Linked DNA regions of Rattus norvegicus: region 2 is linked to region 1. The links are chromatin contacts, called in public Hi-C maps. All regions are on one chromosome and are shown on one strand. The core of a region is the stretch at or near the end of the contact, and the rest is flanking DNA. Distances in the headings are between cores, read along the strand shown.

Region 1 (5,913 bases), core at 5-2,504:
GGGTGCGGTGGGCCATTAGTATATAAACTGCCCACACTAAAGGTGGGAAAAGGGCTGCTCAGAAGCCAGGGCCCAGATCCCCATGTTCCTGTGGGTTTCGCCTTTAAGAAGTGGGAGGGAACACCGTAGGATCCTCCCCACTACTACAGTCCTATGTGAGGCTGCTACATGAGGCTGGCACTAGCCAAACACACACACACTCAGACACTGCTTCGACTGTCCCGCTCCCCAGGGAAGCACTGAGTAGGGCAGGCTCTTCTCCCAGAGTCCTTGGCAAGGAATCACTCATTTCTCTACCCAATAAGATTAGCTGAGGAGGGTCACTGGGAACAGGAATAAAACTTTCTCCCTGGAGAGAGAAGAGGGATCAAGGGAAAATTTGGGGCGGTCACACAGGGCCTGGCAGTAGACCCAGGAAGACCCATACCTAGGTTCTGCAGTTTTTCCAAGGTCCCTCCTGGGTCTTTGCCTCCCCACTTCTCGTCACTGGCATGGACATGTACCAGAGTTGTCCCTACAGTGTCTTGCTCCACACCCTCCCTCTTTTGAACAGATAAAGCTCAAGACAACAGCAGGAGTCCAGGAAGAAAGAAGTGGGAGAGAAGGAGAGGACTTCATGTTTGAATTATTCAAGGAGATCCCCAGATCCTTCTCAAGCAGGGTCCCTGGAAACTCTTCCGAGCTCTTGGGCCCAGGGAAGCCCCTGGTGACTGGTAGCCACTAGCTAGACAGCCCTGCTCTGGCAGCCTGTCATCAGCCAGCTATGGGTCCTCAGCCTACTCAGGTCTCGCTCCAGGACACTTGTAAGACAATGCAATTCACACATTCAGCTTGGAGGGGGAGAAAGAAATCCGCCCTCTCTTTGTATCTTTTCTTTCTACACTCTCCGGACCTCCACCAAAACTTATTTACACTAAGTAACATTACACATCCCCACCTCTTCTTGGGCTCTGTAGCTGAGCCCTCTCTCCTGGGCAAGGCCTCTTCTGTCCCTCTGTCCCTCTGTCCCACCAGCGTTCCATAAAACTTCGGCTTAGTCTCTTGGAAAATGCTTCTCTCTAACAAACCTCAGGCTCTCAGGCAACTCCCCATCATCCACCAAAACCCGAATTCAGCAACAGGTGTCCTGAGGAATCTGGCGTGGCCCACCAGAAACCAAAGGAAATAGCATTGGTCTGATTCAAAACCTGCACAAGTGAGTCAGCTCCCATTGCTGTCACCTAGTGTTACACCCACAGTGTTCGTGGTTTACTAGACAGCAGAACTCACTCAGAACAGTGGGAGCCTCGGGTTGACTCCTGGGCCAGCTGTGGGCCTTTGTCTTGACAAGTGGGGTGTGCATACGGCATAAGAAGACTGAATCAGACAGTCTTGTGGCTCACTGTGTCTTCCCAAATCCTCTGGTCACCTAGAAGGGCTGTTCTGCATTTCATGCCTTAGGAAAATGTCTCTCAGAAATGCAATAAATAGCTGGGAATGGGGGAGGGGACACACACCCTTAGTCCCAGCATTTGGGAGGCAGAGGCAGGAGGATCTCTGAGTTTGAGGTAGGCCTGTCTACAGAGTGAGTTTTAGGACAGCCAGGCCTACACGGAGAAACCTTGTCTCAAAAAAGAGGAGGAGGAAGAGGAAGAGGAGGAAAGAGGAGGGAGGGAGGGGGAAGGAGGAAGAAAAGAGGGTAGGGGAGGAAGGAAGGAAGGGGGAGGGAAGGAGGGAGGAAGGGAGGAAGGGAAGGAGAGAGGCAATGAATGGGGAAATTCTTAGGAACAGCCTCTGCCCAAGCAGGTGTCCACAGCCAATCCTCTTTCTGTTCATCATCCTCATAACAAGACCACCGAAGTCTGCTTCATGACATTTGCTCCAGAAGAACCAGTGTTCTTACTAGCTGTGAAGCCTCTAGCAAGACCGAAACACCCCAGGTAACCTGAATCCCAAAAGCTCCAGAGAAGTGGAAATGGACCAAGATGGGGATCCAGAGGCCATTCATGTTTAATTGCCCTAGAAGAAGAGTCCCAAAGCTTGTTTGGGTATTGAATAATCATGAGGCGGAGGAGGAGGCCCAGAGGAAGGAAGCCTAGGAGGGGATCACAGGTTGGGAGGGAAGACTGTAAGTTGACAGGAGCAAGCCAAGAGCAAAGATGGGGGAACTAAGTCAGCACCTTCCAGGGAGCACCTAACCTCTGTCCTCGACAGGAAGGGTAGGAACAACCCAAAGACAGGAACCAAACTGAAGGCTCGGCTCCCACCTCACCCTTCTCCAGACAGTGCAAAACTGTCACCCTTCCCATGCCCTCTTCCTCTCTCATTCTGTCAGAGACTCCCCTCACCTTGACCTACTGGTCATCCAGGGTGCTTCAGTGAAAAACAAGGGCTTCAGTGAAAACAAGGGCTTCAGTGAAAACAAGGGCTTCAACAATTGACAACCAATTTCTTCCCAGCCCTGGAGAAACACAAACAGCAGGGTTGTGGAGGACCTGGCTGAAGACGCTGGCACACAGAGATAATTGGGAATGATGCCTCAGGTGGGTCTTCCCCAAGAAGTCACCCTGAAATATACTTGAATTGTGGTATGTGTGTGTGGTGTATAAGCATGCTCACACATGTGAGCGCGTGCGTGTGTGTGTGTGTGTGTGTGTGTGTGTGTGTGTTAAGTCATTTGTTGAGATAGACTTTACACATACTAAAGTTTACCCACTTTTAACCTCTAGTTCTGGGGCTAGAGAGCTAGGATGGCATAGTGGTTAAGAACACATACTGTTCTTGCAGAAGACTTGAATCAGCTCCCAGCATCCATGTTCGGGGCCACACCACCTCCTCTAACTTCAGTTCAATGCCTCCTTCTGGCCTCTGCAGGAACCCAAATGTGCATGCACATATAATAAAAATAAATAAGTTGGGGTTGGGGATTTAGCTCAGTGGTAGAGCGCTTGCCTAGGAAGCGCAAGGCCCTGGGTTCTGTCCCCAGCTCTGGAAAAAAAAAAAAAAAGAACCAAAAAAAAAAAAAAATAAATAAATAAGTAAACTCTAGCTCTAAGGGCCTTCACTAATAGATGCATGCGGTCATGTGAGCACTACATCCCCAAGGTATCCCTCTACCCCAAGTTCAACACTTCTTGTCAGTCCACCTCTCTCCCAGCACGAATCCCCAAACAATTCCTCGGGAATTCCTGTCCCACTAGAGTTTTGACCACTCCTGAATGCCACTTCAGTGGCGTTGTGCGCTGTGTTCACCTGGCTGAGTTGGCTTTGCCTAACGCACCAGTTGTTTGCTTTACTCTCCATGCCAGGCATGCATTTCACCCATGAGGTCTGTTCCACCACAAAGAGGGCTTTGCCGTTTTTTCCTTCAGTCACCCAAGTTCCTTTGAGTTATGTCCTGCTTTGGACCATTGCGATGAAAGCCATTATAAGTATTTGTTTACAAGGTTTTACAGGACCTGAGTTTTTCATTCCTCTTGGAAAATATCAAAGTGGTTGTCTTAGTGAGGGTTTCTATTCCTGAACAAACATCATGACCAAGTAGCAAGTTGGGGAGGAAAGGGTTTATTCAGCTTACACTTCCACATTGCTGCTCATCACCAAAGGAAGTCAGGACTGGAACTCAAGCAGGCCAGGAAGCCGGAGCTGATGCAGAGGCCATGGAGGGATGTTACTTACTGGCTTGCTTCCCCTGGCTTGCTCAGCTTGCTCTCTTATAGAACCCAAGACCACCAGCCCAGGAATGGCCCCACCCACAATGGACTGGGTCCTCCCACCTTGATCACTAGTGGAGAAAATGCCTTACAGGTGAATCTCATGAAGGCATTTCCTCAACTGAGGCTCCTTTTTCTGTGATAATTGCAGCTTGTGTCAAGTTGACACACAAAACTAGTCAGTACAGTGGTATTTCTGGATGGTTGTTTTTATATTAAATTGTCAACACTGTTTTCAAAATGAGGATACTACTTTGAATTCTCATAAGCAATGTACAAGAGTTCTAGTTGTTTCCCCAGCTGCTGATATAGCATGGTTTCTCTCCTTTCTTCTTTTTTAACATTATTTATGGAGTGGGGGATGGGAGTCATATGTACCACAGCACATGTGTAAAGATCAGAGGATGACTTGTGGATTCTCTCTCTCAACCATTGAGTTCCAGGGATCAAAAACAGCTAGTAGGCCTTGGAGAGAAGGGCCTCTATGTGTGTTTGTGCATGCATGTATGCATGAGTGTGTGTTGTTTTGTCTTTAATATTTTTTTCTTTTAGCCATTCAAAAATATGTGGCTTCTCACTGTGATTTCAATTTTGTGATTAATGATGCGGAACATATTTTTCTGTGTTTATTTTTTCTTTGGTGAAGGGTTATATTCAGTTATCTAATAATTAGAAATTTTTTACAGAGTTTTGAGGGCTTGTTTATTTTATGTACACATCCTCTGTCAAGATGGAGTTCTTGTAAATATTTTCCCTCGGTTGGTGGCTTTCTTTTTATCCTTTTAATGGAGATTTTAAATTTTGATGAAATCAAACTTATCAGATTTATGAGTTATATTTTCAGTGTCATATATAAGAATTCTTGTCTAACCAAAATCACAAATATTATCACCTGTGTTCTTATTTGTACTTTCAGAAGTCTTCCCCTTTCATACTTTCTCTTGTGTCGTTGTCTTTGTATATGAAAAGTGGTCACTTAGATCTACTATTCTTTATGAACTATTGGCCGATGTTGGTATTGTTCCTGCCTTCCTCCTGTTCTTCTTCCTGCTCCACCCGGTGTATAAGTAACCTTTTTCTGCCTTATGTAAATATTGTCTCAGAGGCTTCTAGCTTCCGTACAATCTAATCTAGGACTAGAATATTACAGCTCTGAGAAGGCTGAATGAACTCATACTTTCGTGTTCTTTCTGATCTTTGCCTGGCTGATTCAACCCAGCTGTTCTGACTCACGCTCCTCTCCAAGCTGACTGAGTCAATCTGGCTTCTCTCTCAGGCTCTGACTGAAAAGCTCTGCTTGGCTTCATACTAACTTTGGTAATATGTTCTAATCTCTGGCTCGTTCTCATTCTCTGGCTTGTTATTTCTTCACCTCTCTCTCTCTCTCTCCCTCCCTCCCTCCCTCCCTTCCTCCCTCCCTCCCCCCTCCCTCCCTCCTGCTTCTGTATAATTGTCCTGGTTAAACTTCCTTCCGCTCCTCCTTCCTCTTTCTTTCTCTCTGTCTGCTCTCTCTTAAGTAACCTTTTTTTCTTCTCCTCATGAGAGTTGGGCAGATCCTATTCTGTCAAATCTTTCTCTGATTCATCACTTTGTCTGGAACTCAATTAGATATCACTTTCAAACATGATGCTTCCTTCTACAAACTTCATTGCTTGGGATTAAAGGTGTGCACTCAGGGCACATCTGTATTCCTACTAGAAGAATTAAAGGTGTATGCTGAGGCTGAGGCACACCACAACCAGAAACAGGTTTGCTTGTTTGTTTCAGTAAATAACACAGTGTTGGGGTTCACAATGTGCAGTGTGATCAAACATCCTGCAACATCCTGTTCTCTGTTCCTCCTTCTAATCCTCATGTTCATGTTCCTTCCCCTCTTCCTCATTTCTTTTTCACATATAGATATCCATTTTTTCCCGATGCTTTTTAAAAAATTCCCTGAACTTTCTTTTCACTTTGTTGAAACACAAGTGACGAGGCTGGAGAGGTGAAGTGCTTGGCATCAAAGTTTGAGGTCCTGAGTTGGAGCCCAGCACCGAAGGAAGGAAGGAAGGAAGGAAGGAAGGAAGGAAGGAAGGAAGGAAGGAAGGAAGGAAAAGAGGGAGGGGGAGGGAAGAAGGAAGAGAGGGAGGGAGGAAGGAAGAGGAGGCACCAGGCACAGTGAGTGACTCCCACTGCTGAGATTTGGGGGTAGCTAGGGTCACTGGGGCTTGCTAGCTAGACA
Region 2 (5,678 bases), core at 2,110-4,609, 85 kb after region 1:
GCCACTGTGGCTGCTGCTGGAGCTGCTCAGGTAGCCCTCATGGTCCGAGAGAGAATCCTGAGGGCTGGGGGGAGAGTCAAACATGTGAGGGGATTCGGACATAGGCCGGAAGAGGAAGGTGGTGGGGGAGCCTCCCCCGGGCAGCCCCATGCTAGGAGCAAAGAGGCTCGCCAGCTCCTGGCTGGAAAAGGCGAAGGGGTTATTGGTGCCATCGGGCAGGGTAGGTGAGCCCAAGAGGTCATCGGCGCTCAGGATGGGGGGTGGGGTGATGGACGTGGGGCTGTCCAGCAGCCCCGTGGCAGCGGCGGTGGCAGCGGCACTGGGAAACCCAGCAAAGCTAAAGCTATGCTGGAGGCGGGGACGGTCAGCGGAGAGGTCCCGGCCCCCCGCCAGGGCGCGTCGCTCCTCGGCGTTGTGAATGAAGTGGCAGCGGGGCCCATAAGGGCAAAAGCCGATGGTGTGGAAGGTGCGGCACAGCTCCGTCTTGTACTTGGGGTGGCGGGTCAGGCTGCGGAGCTCGTGGATGCCGTGCGCGAACTGGCACTTGTCCCCGTACTTACAGGCACCGTTTTCTTCGAAGGGGCGGCACAGCTCCGTTTTGTAGCGGCTGGAGTTGACCTGGCCGCTCCCAGGCTGCTTCTGAGTGGGCAGCAGCCGCTCGCCCCCTTCGGAGAAAGAGCGGTCTCGAAAGCGGCTGTCGCGTGAGCTCAGGGTCGGGGCCGGCTCACCCTTAAGACTGCTGAGAAGCTGGTTCTGATGGAACTTGGAGCTGGGCAGAGTGACCGAGTGCCTCCGAGGGAAGCCCCCGCCAGCAGGGGTGCCCACTGCCTTCCTGTCCAGCAGGCAGCCCCCAGCACTGGGAGTGCTGTAGTTGAGCATCTTGTTACCCTGGAGGGAGGGGGGAGAAAAGGACCGGTGAGTGACTGAGGACATCCACGAGGTCAGGGCATGGTGTCCACAAAGGACAGCACCTTTCATCTGATAGGCCTGTCTCTCTAAAAGGAGCCACCTGGGGTTTATTTTGGCACTGCTCATAAGAAACTACAAAACCCTGCCCTGTGTGGAAGAAAAAAAGTTACGTATTCAACCTGCTCCATGCTGACCCGATACGCAGCTTGACCCCCAAAGCCAATTTTTTCACTCGAAAATCCAGGCCCTGGTTCAAACATTCCTTAACTCAGAATCTTTCACACAAGACAGTCCCCTCTAACTTTTCTTCCCCTAACAGAATCAGGTAAACCAGGTTTAGAAGTTTAGAAGACTAAGCACCAGAGCCAAATCCTCTCTCAATCAGTCCCTGCTTACCCGCCATCCCCTCCCCCCACCCCCACACACATAAAATCTAGCCCCACACTCCATTTCCTCTTCCACAAATGTACCCTTCCTTTGGCAACAGGTCTTCAAACTGCACTTTTTCCTTCCTTTCAGAAGGGCCTAGTCTGGGATGTGGGGAGAAGGCTATATGGTGTCTGAAAACACAAATGCATGGCCCCCAAGCTTCAGGAAGGGTACCCCAGACCCTGGGAGGGACAACTCCCAGCATTCCCCACCCCCTTTCACTGGAAAGATGCCTTTGCACTTGGTCTCCTGGCTGCAAGAGAGGTCTGGATAAGAGCTCCAGTGTTTAATCTTGAACCAAAGTGCAGATGAGAACGTACCAGCACACACACACTCCACGACTCAGTCAATTGTGTGTGTTGAAGGGGTGGGGGGAGGTGAGCAGGGACAGGACAAACCCTAGTCACCTGCTCAAACGACCTAAGATTTAGAAAGAGTGGGGGTAGGAAACTTGAAAGTTATCTCCAGGCCCCTGACACATGTGGGTGTGTGTCATTGTGCAAATTCTAAAGTTAGTCCCTTAGGATCAGCAGCAGGGGATCGGGAATCGGTAACCCTGTAACCGCAACCACCCCACCGAGCGGATTACAGGAACCCAGAGGAGAGCCGGTTCCCAACAATGAGGTTCATTTAAAAAGTCCTGCGGGGGGAGGGGGCAAAAGAAAGAGAAATAGATCAAAGAGCGGGCAGCAGGGACGAGAAGGATGGAGTTGCCTAGCTCAGGCAGCCGCCGGGGCAAACAGACTTGGAAAAACGCAGGGAGGGAAAGAAGCCGAAAATGCAAAGTTTTGATGTTGCTCTACTGCTCCGGCAAGGCCCTGCACCCCAACCCTGCAGCCCTGGGGCCTTGGCAGCTGCATCGACAGGAGCAGCAAGCTAGGAAGAGAGCAACATGACCCGACGTGTTTAAGGGAAGGCAAAAACAGTTCAGCAATTAAAAGTAGCCTAGCAGCTTCAGCCTTTCAAATTGGGGGGTTGGGGGATGTAGAGTGGGTAAAAAATTAACAACATCCACAGAGTTGAACATTTCAACCGCACTCTTGGAACATTACGGTTTTAAAAGTTTGTGTTTTGTTTTGCTTTCCGAAAACCTGACTGGCAAACTACCCCATTTTGGCCCTCTTAAATCCTAACTGGCGGGAACTTGAGGTCTGGCAGCATTTTGTTCCCCTATTCCTTAGTCAACGAACCGTAGTGCCTCACACACAGGTAAGCAAACACTTTCAGCCCAAAGTTTGCAGCATGATCGACCAGCTCTCGCGGAGGAAGCCTAGTTCAGCTGGGGCGGACAAACTCCACTACAGAGTCACTTTGCCTACATCTTTTTGAACCTTAAGTTGGTCTTTTTTCTTCGCCGCATTACCTATTAGCCTCCCAAAGCAGACAAGAAAATTCTCCCAGTCACATACCGCCCTAAGTCTTGGTTTTTCCTAGAGACCCCTACGCCACAGGCTAGCAAAAGGTGTTGAGTAACCTCGAACACCTCCAGCGGGCACAGAAAACCCAGAGTGCACACCGTGAAGCCGAACCCATCCGCTTACCCCAGCTCCAGCGGTGCACCATGCAGAAAAGAACCCTTCAAAATTTGTCCCAATCCTAACCACTGTTCCGCACTTCCTTGCCCCGCAAACTGGAGCAGTCGCCCAGAACTTTGCTCCCCGAATTCATATAGAACTTCACCTGGGACCTGAAACTTGGGAGTGAGGACGACATGACCAAATTCCTTCACCATGGAGGGAAACACAAGCAATGAGTCCTTCACTCCCTCTACGCTGTTTCCCCAGACCCAAACTTTTAGTTTCTTTAAGCCCAAGAGAAACTTTCAAAAAGCCAACGCTCCGCCCTACTTTACCTTGCATAAAACTTCGCTCAAGTCGAAAATGGTGGCGGACACGAGGGTGGTGGTCATCGTGGGCGTTCGCACGGGGCAAGGACTAGGATCTGTTGTGTCGTGAAGGTCCCGGTGCGGGGAAGGCGCAGCCTCCGGCTCTCCGGTCAGGAGTCCCACACGCCTGCTCCCGGCGCCCCTCGCCTTTCTGACTCTCCCGGGCTGCGGCGAGCAAAGCCCAATTTATAAGATATGAGGGTTGGGAGGGTGGAAGGAGGAGCTTTAAACTTATTTAAATGAAGAAGAGGAGGTGGAAAAAAAGTTGATTGACACCGAGGTTGAATCAGCCATGCGGTCAAGAGGGAGGGAGGGGGAGGGAGGGAGGAAAGAAACTTTCAAAAGGAAGAAGGGGGAGGGAGACGAGGAAAGAAGGCGGAAAAAAAAAAAAAGCACTCGGAGCGGCGCAAAACTTTTTTTTCTTAAAGAGGAAAAGTTTCGAGTCCGCGGGCTCCGCTCCCGGGCTCTGGGGGCGCCCCTCCCCTGGGCCGAGCCGGGCAGAGGGGGAGGGGGGCCCACCCTTTGTCAGCCTCGCTGCTCGGCTCTGTGACATCACTCATTCCACCCCCTTCTGAGTTCTGGTTGTTGTGTTTGTTGATTTTTTTTTTTTTTTTAAGGGTTGGAAGGCGGGCTCGACTCTCTTCCCCCAACCCCCCTTTCTCTCCTCTCCTCTCTTACTCTTTTTTTCTCTAGCAGGAGCTGAAGCTGGTCCCGAGCGGGCCAGGGCTGCGGTTTCCATCTTGAGCTAGTGTCCCTTGAAACTTCTCCAAGTTCCCGCACGACTTACCGTCTCCTGACTTCCCTGTCCACACCCGGCTACCCATCGCAAAACGAGCCGGGAGAGGAGTTTAGGAATGCGGAGCACCCCAAATGTTCGAGTCAAGAGTTTTATGTTTGTTGTTTCCCACCAATGGGAAAGAGAAGTAGGGGTGACCAGAGAAACTTTTCCTCCCGGAGAGCCCAGCCTGGCGGGGGCGAGAGCAGCAGGATTTTGCGCGCAGCGCTCGTGTACACGCGTGCTGGCCCGCAGCCTGCGCTGGCCCGGTAGGGTGGGGGCACCGTGGACTAGACCACTGCCTGGGCAGAATTCTTTTAGACAGACCTAGTTGGGGCGTCTCGTTCACACAACCGATCTTTAAACTTGCTACTACAGAAAAATCCAGATTTTCATGGGCGCCCCTTGAAAATAAAAGAGCAACAAGTCACTTTCCGCGCGCGCTTTGAATTCGGGCTACCTCCTCCACACATCCCCGAATGTTAAAAACAAGGGGAAAGAAGTTACTTTGGTAAGAAGGAAGGTAGAGGTGGGGGAAGCGACACTTTTAACTTCTTGCTGCTCTCCCGCCCCCACGCGAACGGAACATATGGCTTGTCACTATGCCCTGTTTGGGGGTGCCAAGCAATAAGACCCACGGAACCCAATGGCCTTCAATGAATTATACCGCCCTTTAAAACCGCGAACTATGTGTTTATTTACTATTAGGTTTGGCTGCCTCCCACCGGCACAGGCTCGCGTGCTGCAGTGGAGACCCGGGCGGAAATCGCGGGCCGCGCCGCCCAGGCCTCGCACGTTTCTTCCCAGCATTCGAGGCCGCCGGGTCTGTTATGAAACCCGGTGAGCCGAGTGGCTACGAGCGAGTTCCATTGCGATGTAATTAGGTCACCCCATTACAAGTACGTTTCTCTGGAAAGGACGGAGCGGGCGGAGCGGAGCGTTCGAGGCGCACCACCCCTTACACACACGCACACTTTAAAAAAAAAAACAAAACTTTATTTATCGCCAGCTTCTGGGCAAACCCAGGGAAACCATCCAAATCACAACTGTTTTAGAAACAAGTTTTTTTTCTTTTAACTTTGCGAAACACGACTTTTGCTGCAGCCCACGAGCCTAACATTAATTCCCCGCGGAGTCTCTGCTTGATTCGTCTCCAGTGACTTGAATTGATGGCTCCCCCATTTTTAACACGGCTGCTGCCCCTGGGTTTTGGTGCTGCTGCTGTCCAGCCGCCGGTTGCTTCCCTCCCCCGCTCCCATTTTTCATCTTTTCTTGAAATCTGGCAAGCGGCAAGAAGGGAAATAACTTCCATCCACCTTAATTTAAATCATTCGGGTTTGTAGGTTTCTTTTTAAAGGGATGTTTGCTCGGTCCCCTCCCCAGTTCCAAGGGGGTTGATGTGTGCGCGCGGATTTCGTGCCGTTTCTCGGTGATGAGGTAATGAGTTCCAGATTTCGGGACAGAACAGGGTGCGTTAAAACCACAAGGTTAGACTGAGTCCTGATGTGAAGCTATTTCGGCTTTTCATTCCGCACGACCCGCCCGGCTGGTCTAAACTCCCGAGTGTTTGCGGAGCTCAGCTGCGGGAGACTCTGACCGGGGAGGGGCGACCTCGCCCGGTGGTGCTGTCCCTGGGGCGGCGGAGCGGGCTTGGACACTCCGAACTGCCTAAGTAATTTT

Evidence for each region. Hi-C and Micro-C count contacts between places; a contact is called where the count stands out from the background.
Region 2: a Hi-C map of the Rat2 cell line shows a contact between it and region 1, with 2.5 times the contacts expected there. The contact joins the promoter of Zfp36l1 here to the enhancer-like site in region 1. A contact is called at or near these places in 3 of 12 Hi-C or Micro-C datasets (the Rat2 cell line, mammary epithelial cells and psoas muscle).

The regions. Positions count from the first base shown.
Region 1 is chr6:104,582,652-104,588,564 of GRCr8, forward strand. No RefSeq gene overlaps it. Among named protein-coding and RNA genes, the nearest start is that of Rpl36l6, 36 kb to the left of the region's middle. Within about 2 kb of position 1,255, at least 24 of the 93 cell types and tissues checked have an H3K27ac peak or open chromatin away from gene starts, as enhancers often do.
Region 2 is chr6:104,665,331-104,671,008 of GRCr8, forward strand. It overlaps Zfp36l1 (zinc finger protein 36, C3H type-like 1), which reads right to left and starts at 3,360. Exons shown (of 2, transcript NM_017172.2): 1 at 3,191-3,360; 2 at 1-888. The coding sequence starts at 3,247.